Linked DNA regions of Danio rerio: region 1 is linked to region 2. Evidence: chromatin contacts called from public HiCAR-type data. All regions are on one chromosome and are shown on one strand. The core of a region is the stretch at or near the end of the contact, and the rest is flanking DNA. Distances in the headings are between cores, read along the strand shown.

Region 1 (5,874 bases), core at 2,013-4,512, 340 kb before region 2:
TTCACATTTGCCTTAATTATAAAAAAAGTGTTGTAACACAATATTAATGTAATGTAATGTGTATTTATATAGTGCATTTATCATGTAAGTGCTTCGCAATCATAAGGGGGGTTAGGGGTTCTCCACACCACCACCAGTGTGCAGTATCCTCTTGGATGATGCGACCTCAGCCACAGGGCAACGGCTCCAGTGCACTCACCACACACCAGCTATTGGTAAAGTGGAGAGACAGTGATAGTACAAATTCTGTGTATGGAGATAATTGGGAGGCCATGATGGGTCAGGGCCGATAGAGGGAATTTAGCCAGGACACAGAGGTTACAGCACTACTCTTTACGATAACTGCCATGGGATTTTTAATGACCACAAAAAGTCAAGACTTTGCTTTAACGTTCCATCCGAAAAATGGCACTCACTGACAGTACAGTGTCCCCTTCACTTTACTGGGATATTAGGACTTACACAGACCACAGATTGAGAGCCTCCTGCTAGCCTCACTAACACCACTTCTAACAGCAACCTAGTTTTCGTATGTGGTCTCCCATTTAGAAGCGTAACTGTGAGTAACTGATCTTGGTATGCGGGTGATATGGCTGTGGCATATCATATGGGAGCATCTTGCTGCAGATTTGTCAGCCGCACATTGATGTGAATCTCCCACTACACCACATCTCTTCTGGTAACTATGAAGCCAGTTGGGTATAGTTAAGTCAACTTCATGTTAAAAAAAACAAGTTAATAATTAGATAATCTGAGGTTTGTGAAGTTGTGCATTAGCCTGCTGGATGTCATAAAGGGCTGGACATGGTCAGTACTCAGGTTGGCTGTAATATTTAAACGATGCACAGTTTGTGCTAATATGCCCAACCTGTGTCAAAACAATCTCTCTCATAGAATTACAGTACCAGTAGGCTGAACCATTTAAACAGGATGGCTTGCATTATACAGTATGGTAAATTATGACCTACCATCCAGAATTAGCAGCACAGAGGCCAAGACTTATCATTTCAGGAATTTGTTTCCAATCTTGTATAGTCTAATCTTGGTGAGCCTGTGTGAATTGTAATAATAGTTTGCAATTCTGTTTTCATCTTTTTCAAGGCTTGATATGCATTCAGATGCTCTTCTGTAGTCCTCAGTTGTACAGTAAGTGGTTATTTCAGTCAGTGTGTTACCTTTCAGCTGAACCAGTGCAAACATTTTCCACTGACATGAACATAGCACAGAACTGCAGCTCATTGGGACTTCCCCAGTATGATGCTTGATCTGATCTTGATGAACCTCACTGTAAAAAAAATGAACACATCACTGTAAAAAACAACGAGGGTTAATGAAGTACATTTTAGAATAAAACATGTTTTTTTTTCTTCAGCTATATGCATAACAGCTTGTGACAGAGTACAGAATATAAAAAGTAGAGAATAATAGCTAAGGTTAAAAACACAACTATATGTTATTTGAAATGTATATTATGTGTATGTAGCATGTAAAGCAAAGCTGAGGTATTTTGATGATGCTACATGTATAAAGTCTGTATTTAAAATTTTATTTTTATTTTATTCAAACATTTTGGTATAATGTAAGTACATTAGTCAGCAATAGGGCTGACTTACGTGACTTAGTGTTATGTGACTGACTTAGTGTTTTCAATAGTACATTCATGAATCAGAGCACGTATAACACCACTCTAGGGTATTTTATTGAATAAATTGTACATATTGAGTCTTTAATGTTTTTTATTGCACACATGAATACTTACTGTATGTAAAATTATGTCTTAGTAAAGAATGTCACAAGAATGTTGATGATTGAAAAGATTAAATAAACATGCACCATTTCAAAATCCCACCCTGGAACATTCATAAGCACACTGTGTTCTTTGTTTGTTCGCAGGGGAGTGTGGCTCAATTTACTCAAGCCTATGTAGAATTTGAAGGCTGTGTGGATTAAAACCTGTGGCCTCACAGCAGTAACACTTCCAGCATTTTTTATTTACCTTGCATATTTAAAAAATGCTTATCAGACTCTCAAACAACACATACAGCTAATGGAAAAATATATATATTTCTGTAGGTTAGCTCTATAAATACTGGAATAATCCAATAAAACAAATATGAACATTTTGCATACACCATATACCTAAAAATAAAGTAGCCACATCCAAAGAAACTAAGTTATCAAGTGGTCTTGTGTAGGCATGGGCTGGTATAAGATTTTGATTGTATGATAACTTTGGATCATGGTTTCACTGGATTACTGCTCTAAAATATATTCTTTTTTTTAAATGTCAGGGTAAAAAAAATAACTTTTTCCCCCTTTGAACACAGTATATTTTATTTTAAGAGACATTTAAAATATTTTGGAACAGTAAACATGTCAGGCTAAATAATTCAAATGAATCATTGACTTTTGCTGTCTTTGTAACAAAAACACAATTCATTACAATTTAAAACAGCATCTTTGGATAACTTTTTTTTCTTTTCTTTTTTTGCTGAAGATACTGTTGTCCTAAAAAACTAAAGAAATGTTTTATAAATCTTACACATACCTTAGGAGTGGTAGCCTAGAGCAGAAAATGTTGGCAATTTTAAAACATTGACCTTTCCAAACCGCAGTATACCTTGAAAATGGTCTTCTTATTACTCTTTCCTTTGGCTTATTCCCTTCTTGATCAGGGGTGCCCACTTTTATACTCGACATATGATTATGAATTTATAAATGCATTAACTCTAAGAAATGTCACGAAAATGTCAAATATATAGGCTTGTTCAAATATGAACCATTGTTTCATTAACAAACAATATACCTAATTGAACTACATTATGGTATATTATGGTTATACACAATAACCTTTAGATTACATGCACTTTCAGATGTTGGTTAAGTTTAGTACTATTCGACTACTATTCTGAAAGTTAACTGTTGCATGAAAGTTCTCCTCTAACGTTTGAGTCAATTGAGCAAGGTAAAATTTTACCTACTTGTGCCCAAATTGGTCTGCCTACTGCATAATAAGATATTCATAAGTCAAACTTTCACTGTAGTTGTTTTACCAGACAGACAGAAGGACCGTTTATAAACTCTTGACTCGGCAATTTAAGCAGTAGCTCTCAGTCAGAAGACTTTGCAAATTAACTGAGTAAGCATAGCTGTGCAAGTTTTGCTTCAAGCCAGGAATTAGCAGTCACGTGACGTGTGATAATAGGTTTCGTTGTCCACGTGATATCACAAACTTAGCGTGGCTTGATACGTCACGGAAGAGATCCTAAACTTCAAGTAACATACGCTCGAAGAGGTGTAACTCTTGGCTTATAAAATGTCCAAACGGATGACTATGTGTAAATGAAACGATCTCGTTGCGCAGCCGGACTGAGGTGAGTCTTCAACATTGAATCTGTGCAGCTTTTTTTCCTAAGCGGATAACTTGCACTGAGTCAGTTGTACACGTTGCAGTTTTGTTTTCAATAGTGCCATTCATGAAGTCAGAGCATAAAACAAACCAGGGTTTCATGACACTTCTAGCTTTTATTCTATCGTATCATTTAACGTTTGTCGATGATGCTTGTTAAAGTTTGAAGTTAGATGTACGTTATCAATTTCGAGATCACGAAGTTTCAGAACATATTATAGATTGTGGTGAGATGCTTGGTATCAATTGTTAATACTACATCAATTCTCTTAATGTGTATGTTAAAGTACGCTTGAAATTTCTTGTACTTTAATTTTCAATAATTGACTTTTAAATTAGTTGTCACACAACAAAGAAACTAGCTTATAAATATGCTTAAGGTTTGACAAAACAACAACAAAACGTTTGCTTTGATCATTTGTTACATAATCGGGATGTGATCATGGGTGTTTAAACTGTACACATTAGTATTATCAGTTCCCACAAACTGCGTATTGAAATGTTTTTAAATTAATTTTATACAAAATATGTCAACTGCCAAGTTTATTACAAGTTAGACACACTATTTATTTTACGCAACAACATGCTGTTCGTGTTGCCTCAGACTGAACCATGATATCATGTAAAATGACGAAAGTTGCCGCCCCGTCTGTCAATTGGATGTACTATCCAAAAGGCACATTAATCACTAAACAAAACACAATGACCTCTGTAACATGAATACTGTAGTCAATTGGTGTAAACGATTTTAAAGCTATAAAAAAATCACACAGTGTGTTTCCGTGATGTATTTAACTGTTCACACCAGGCCGAATATTATTAGGAGCAAAATATCTTAATGCCAATGGCTGCTTCGATTATTATCATAAAAGCAGAGGCAAATGCATATTGAAGCATACTCCATATGACAGCTATAGATTTTTCAAACCGAGACGCTTAACAGGTTCTGTTCTTATGTCTTGTCTGTGCTATTTTTTAAGCCAGAGTTTAGTGATAAATCTGTGCGTTTCTTTAATCTAGAGCTCAGAGTATTTTATGTGTTAATGTATTAAATGTGTAATAACCATGTTGTTTTGGATTGATTACTGTATTACCAGTTTTACTACAAATATTACAGTTAAACTGTGGTTAGTGTAGCAAAGCCATGGTGTAGTTTAACCACAACAAATGTCAATAATTAGGTTTTAATAGTAGTAAAACCTTGATTTGTTTTGTGGTGTGTATTCTGAAAACTTAACTACCATGGAATGATTTATGGAGACACTAAATTGCTAGTCATGAGTTGGCCCACACGGAATCTGCGCGCAAAGAAAGCCACTGGTTTCCACAGATTTACTTACTTTATTTATTATTTACTTTTTTGTACAAATTTTGTATTTCTTCAGTTTTTAAATACATTTCAATGATGTAATTGACTGATATGAAAATTTTGCTTTGATTTATTTACAATACAGTTTGTAAAGTAATATTATCTGACTTTTAGTAGATATATCATATGAGAGACCTTATATGAGAGATATTATATGAGAGACTTTGTTTACCAAAAAAGTGGATCTTCTTTGATTTGCGGTGTAAACATTAAATAAAAGTTATTATGGTATTACTTTTTATTTCTTATATCTCCCATAATCATTCTCCATAAATATGTAGATTTGTTACAAATTTCTGCTCAGAAATAGCAAAAAATATATTATAATATAATCTATAATAATAGATTATTGCTGTTAATAATTAAGATGGCATCTAATAATCTGATTTTGGATGATCTGTTTTAGTCCATATATTAATATAATTGTATACTATGCTTTTAAACACGGGTTGAGTGCTGTTAAATCAAACCATGAGTCGGCAATGCTGTTTACAAATGAACTGTTTTAGGAATATGAGAAACACTTGCAATAGCCTAACAATACTTTTGGAAAATGCACCCTTTTAACTTTTGTGTGCCTTTAGTACAACAAGTTTTTTCTCTGTGGTGAAATCTACCCAAAAAACTGGATTTGTGCTTCTTATCAATATTTCCATGCCCCAGAGCCACTGCTATGTAATGTCAACTGGTGGCATTTATTGCTTTATCTTAAATTTGCCTCCTCTAAATACTATTTTAATAAATGCAAAAAACTACAAAAAACATTCTATTTTGATGTAATTGGAGATATCAATTTATACTGCTAGAGAATAAATTTAGATGCACTAACAACTGCAAATATCCTATGAAATAGTCAGGTACTGTTGAATTTGAATTGCATGTTGATTATTACCACGGTCACCAATGAGGGTGGTCTGGCATAAAAAAAATAGAGCTTTGGCTGGGAGAGGCAGACTCTTAAGACTTGTAGTGTGTGTGTGTGTGTGTGTGTGTGTGTGTGTGTGTGTGTGTGTGTGTGTGTGTGTGTGTGTGTGTGTGTGTGTGTGTGTGTGTTTGTGCGTGTGTGTGTGCGCGCGCTCTGGCACTTTCAACTAAT
Region 2 (5,964 bases), core at 695-3,194:
GCTGTGGCAACCCCAGATTAATAAATGAACAAAGCGAAAAAAAAATGAATAAATGAAAAAATAAAGGGCAGGTCACTTTATTTTATTCTTTTTATTTATTTTATTCATTTTTATGCTTTAGGAAACAGAGGTGTGTGAAGATGTTCTGATGTTAATGTTCTGTATGCTGTTGTTTGCAGTAATGCAGTATTTAATGTGTCAGATATAAAATAGATGTCAATTCATTTTTATTTTTATTTTTAAATTGTATAATAAGTCAATATTAATCTGACCGGTTAATGGTTAATATTCGGTTAGCCAGCGTCAATTAGGAAAATTAACTGAAATGAGGATCCCTAAGGACTCCATGCCTGGAACTGCTTAGGGACTCCAAATCCTTAAGTCTGTCCTTGTTTGGATTTCAAAATCGTAGCTGAAATTGTGGACATTTTGCAGTTTATAAAGTTATTTATTCATTAATTTATTTTTTGCAATATTTTGCAAGAACTGAAATATTATATATATATATATATTATACTGTATATTTAATGACTAAAATATACTATTAAATATGTCTTATATTTTATACATTTGCATATTATTTGCATACCTATATTCACTGAGAAATTAATTTTCAAAATGCGGTGAACTCTTATACTATGTATATATATATATATATATATATATATATATATATATATATATATATATATATATATATATATATATATATATATATATATATATATATATACATACATACAGTTGAAGTCAGAATTATTAGCCCTCTGATTTATTAGGCCCCCTGTTTATTTATTAATAGTTTTAATAACTCATTAATAACTAAAAACTTGTTTATTTTATCTTTGCCATGATGACAGTAAATAATATTTTACTAGATATTGTTCAAGACACTTCTTTACAGCTTAAAGTGACATTCAAAGGCTTAACTAGCTTAACTAGGTTAACCAGGCAGGTTAGGGTAATTAGGCAAGTAAATGTATAATGATGGTTTGTTCAGTAGACTATCGAAAAAAATTTTGCTTAAAGGGGCTAATATTTTTGTTGAATAATTTTGTTGAAAGACACAAAATTTTAAAAATGATGTTTAAAAAAAATAAAAACTGCTTTTATTCTAGCCAAAATTAATTTTGTTTTATTTCTGCTGGTTGCCATGTCTCACACCTGCATCACTTAAACCATGACGTTTATTTCACATCAGCTTGTACTTCGTACTGTCTAGTATTGTGACAACTTACTTGTCCTCACTGTTAGGTCAATATTGAAAAAAGGTCAACAGAGCACAAAGCTCAACGAAAAGTAAAATGTCAGTGTTTAAATAAAAAGGTTAATCCAATAAATTACATGCAGGAAAAAGTTCAAGGAACATTACAAAAAGAAAGGCTCCGATTAATGCTGTGCTGTCTATGCCTTTAATACAATTTATGATGTTTAAAGTTAGTAAATGTTTGAAGTGCATATGAAGTTGGTTATATGATCAATAAAAGAGAACCATATGGGCTATTAATGCAATCTGCTTAGCTTTTAGATTTTCTTTTTTAAAAACGTTCTAAATTAAGTGCAGTGAAATTGTATTAACATCACTGTTCCCGTAAGTGCATCTTTGTACGTTTCATATACATAGCCCAGATTGTTCAAATGGTGCAGTTAATCCCGTTGAGTTTCACTATAAAATGTCAAGGCCAATTGATTCTGCATGGCCTTTCCACCCTCTAAATGTAAATAACATTTTATTTTATAACCCGCCTTTAGCCTGTTTTACAGCAACTGCAGAAACCCAGAGATAGCATTTCAAGATTAAGGGCGTTAAGAGAGACGTCCGGAAAAGTGGGACATAAGGTAAAGTGGGTCAACTACATATATTTCTTGATTATTCTTAAAGTATCAGGAGCCAATCATATTGTAGCACTCATGAATAATTAACACAATGTGGCCGATTTGACGTGACATCATTGGTTTGCTTCTACACAACAACCACATGGTAAGTTCATTGATAAATACTCTGCATAGAAGCTTTTATTAATGTATTTTTCGGTGTACTTTTATTTTAAATATATTAATTGGCATTTTCTGAAAGACACATTCGATTATTTGAAAGAAGGTTTATTATTGTGACCCACTTAGCTTAGCTTAGCACGTTAGCATGTTAAGGTAAAGTGGGACAGCTGCTGCCCGTTATTGTGGGACGATTCAAAGCTCTTCTGATTAAAAATGAACATTCGCCGTCATACACGGATCTAATCAAAAGCTCGCTGCTTTCTAATATTCTACAGGAAACTGGATACTAATGTAATGTCCAATGTTTCTTCTTCTGTTGTTTAAAGGTTTGAGTAGTTTGAATCAGATCAGTTTTATCTGTAGGATGGGTAAAAGATAACAAAATGACAAAAAATAGCACTAGCTACCTAGCTTTTATACGAGGCTATTATATGATAACATTTTTATGACATCATGCTGATAAATACATTTATTCCTAATAGAAAATAAAAAAGTAAAATTTAGAGCATTTTGAATTTAAAAATAGCAAAGGTGCCATGTTTACAGATATTTAAATTCATTGTGAGAAAATATTAACGTTTTAAGAGTGTTGTTAACCATGATTTTACACCTGAGGGTCTTTATTGTGGCTGAAAGAACTAAAGTCAGGGTGTCCACTGAGTCTTAAAAAGTCTTAAAGTGTCTTCAATTTCAAAAACTACATTTTACGCCTTAAAAAGTCTTAAATTAGCTGAAATATTGTGTTGTAGGTCTTAAATCGTTTTAACCAGTTCTTAATTTTGCAATGTCCAAATAAAGCTACTTCATCGGGCTGAGATCTGTCCAATAACCAACAATACATCTCAATAAAATCTTATTCTTTATATTTAAGATTCAATTCACTACACCCTATAGACATTTTTACAGCAAATTCCCCATTAAATTCCCTAAGCGGGCAAAAAATAAATAAATAAAAAATAAAAACAATTATATGATTCATCTTATTGGGTCATAAGAAAAAAAAAATCCTTAGTGTTTAACCTTGTATAAGTTGAAAACTTTATTCTTGGTGGTCTTAAGGGGGTCTTAAAAAGTCTGAAATTTGACTTGATGAAACCTGCAGAAACCCTGTAAAGTGCTGATATGAACTGGATTGATGTTATTGCATTGGCCTGAATTGCTGTTTAACTGTCTAATTTATTATCTTTAAATTGTTCACATCAATTATTTAAATTATGATTTTTATAAGGGAGGTATTTATATCAATATGTTTGACAACACTAAAATGTGTGTGCGTACACACATGGTCAGTATATAATAAAAGTTGCATAGATTTGGTTATTTAATTGTAGATGAGTGCAAAGTATACTTGTAAAACAATATATTTAGTGGAGTGTAGACCTAATTCAAAAACATTATTTTTTATAGAAAAAATGGCACCTATTCGGAAGCAGTCAGAAAAACTGCAAGATGAAAGACAGCTCAAAGGAAGAAAAGGGCTGAAGATGAATCAGTGGAAGGAGAACCAAATGAAAGCTGCGATAGAGGAGTATAAAGTGCAGGTTGAATCAGGGAAGAAACCTGTGGTAAGATTGCTTGCAAGGAAGTGGAACTTGCCGAAAACAACATTTCAAAGACGTTTGAAAGGACTTCTTGCGAGATCTGGGTGTGAATCTGGAAGAACAACATTCATTCCTGTTAAATCTGAATTAGGGTGAGTGAACCTTCTTATTTTGCTATATACATACTTATATCTACAGTGGCTACCTAAAATATTAGCATGGCTCAATGTTAAGGATTTTTACCACTTGTGAAGTCAGGCCGGTTGTTTAGATTTTCACTTCATCCCAGTTTATTACTGGTTTAAAAAAGATCATCTTAGATATTCTAGCTTATTCATTGTTTTGAATCATGTATGATTCTAATAAATAATGCCATTTAGCAATCTAGTAAATTTCACAAATCTTAATTTCATTTCAATATAAAAGAAGAAACTGCTAGCCTTACTTAATAAAGATAAAACATTTTTGAATTTGAGTGAACAGTCAGTAATAAAAATAGGCAAATTAGAACCAATAATGGGAATAAATTCATTGGAACAAATACAAATGAAATCACTGCTTAGAGAGAGAGAGAGAGAGAGAGAGAGAGATGCACAAACAGTGTCCAAGTAATGAGTTCTTTATTTTGTCGAGCATTACATATCAAACAAACAGGGGTTGGACAATGAAACTGAAACAGTGGTCAATTTAGTGTTGGAGGTTTCATGAGTACATTTGTTCTTCATTGATTGCACTTTCCACCAGTATGTGCAGAGTATGAAGGTTCCGTTAGCAAAGTAATGTCACAATTTTGCTTAAAATATTGTAATGCACACAACATTATGGGTGACATATCATAGTTCAGAAGAAAACTAATTGTTGGTGTGTATCTTGCTTGCCTATCTGTGACCAAGATAGCAAGTTCTTGTGATGTTTTAAGAGCCACGGTATCCAGAGTAATGTCAGCATAACACCAAAAGGATGAACCACATCCACCGTCGGCACAAGAGGAAGTTTTCTGAAAGATATGCCTGGGTGCTAACCCCGATTGTTTTCAAAAAACATAAAACCACAGCTGCCCAACTCAATGCAGAATTAAACATGTTCCTTAACCCTAGTCTTTTCACTAAAAACCCCTGGGTCAGTGTACATGACCAGGCTGCAATTGCCAAACTTTTGGTCACTTCTTCCAATGCCAAACGTTTTCAATGGTGCCAGCAGCGTAAATCTTGGATCTTTCTCGTGTGTTGCTGTATATATTTAAAGTTTTGTACAGAAGTGATAGATTAACTGTAGCCGAGGATGACATATGTGCGAAACGTAATTTTATTAGTGGAGTAGACCCAATTCAACATTGTTTTGTCTTTTTATAGAGAACTGGCACCTGACCGAGAACAGCGAGATGAAAGCCATCTCGAAGGAAGAAAAGGACTGAAGATGAATCTGTGGAAAGAAGACCAAATGAAAGGTGCGCTAGAGGAGTATAAACTGCAGGTTGAATCAGGGGAGAAACCTGTGGTACGTTTGCTTGCAAGGAAGTGGGACTTGCCGAAAACAACTCTTCAAAGACGTTTGAAAGGACTAGTTGAGGGATCTGAACATGCATCTGGAAGAAAACCATTCATTCCTGTTGAATCTGAACGGGAGTTAGCAAACCTTCTCACCTCGCTTGTAGAGAGAGGCTTCCTGTTGAGGAAGACTGATGTTCAGTCTCTTGCTTTTGAGTTTGCCAAAATAAATGGCATACAAGGATTTTCAGAAAACAAGCAAAAGGCTGGCTGTTGCTGGTTTGAGGGCTTTATGAAGCGAAACCCTGGGCTGCAAATAAAGAAACCAGAAGCCATATCACCAGCTACAACAATGAATGAAAAGGAACTGAGTAGCTGGTTCAGAATGTACAAAGATATCCTTGATGCATTGGGAATTAAGGACATACCTTCACATATTTGGAAGTGTGATTTATCAGAACTACAAGACATTTTTTTGTCTGAGCAATATGTCAATGAAGGAGAAGACCCTTGCTTTCAGATCAACACTGAAGGGGAAACTGAAGAGGTTTCTGCTGTATTAGCAGCATTCAATGCCTGTGGAACATTTGCTCCACTTATCATTTTTAAAGGAAGCATGGTGAGAAATGAGTGGTTGAGCGCGTCTCTTGAAAACATGTGCATGAGAGCATCAGAAAGCGGCTGGATAACTGCAGACATGTTTAATGACTGGGGTGAAACGTTTGTGGCACAGCTCCCGAAAGACGACACCAGACCCCACCTTCTGCTTCTCGATGACCAGAGCCGCCATGTCTTTAATCTCAGCTTTCTCAGTATCATGAACCAGAACAATGTGGAAGTCATATGCTATCCTGCATTGCAACAATCAAGCCAAGCTCTGTTTCAAAGTCTTAAACACAACTGGTGTGAAGCGATCACCGATCAGTGGCATCCTCAAC

Evidence for each region. HiCAR-type assays count read pairs that join an accessible place to other places.
Region 1: a HiCAR-type map of caudal fin shows a contact between it and region 2, with 5 times the contacts expected there. The contact joins the promoter of slc26a2 here to the promoter of si:rp71-1d10.8 in region 2. A contact is called at or near these places in 6 of 18 Hi-C or Micro-C datasets (caudal fin, embryo, fibroblasts and 2 more) and 2 of 4 datasets of contacts at active chromatin or transcription factors (caudal fin and embryo).

What each region holds. Positions count from the first base shown.
Region 1 is chr14:29,723,029-29,728,902 of GRCz12tu, reverse strand. slc26a2 (solute carrier family 26 member 2) reads left to right here and starts at 3,262. Exons shown (of 4, transcript XM_680022.7): 1 at 3,262-3,374. shtn3 (shootin 3) reads right to left here and starts at 3,137. Exons shown (of 18, transcript XM_073921846.1): 1 at 3,054-3,137; 2 at 1,176-1,285. The coding sequence starts at 1,239.
Region 2 is chr14:29,380,000-29,385,963 of GRCz12tu, reverse strand. It overlaps si:rp71-1d10.8, which reads left to right and starts at 1,944. Exons shown (of 5, transcript XM_073921835.1): 1 at 1,944-2,289; 2 at 3,406-3,691; 3 at 4,892-5,964. The coding sequence starts at 3,411.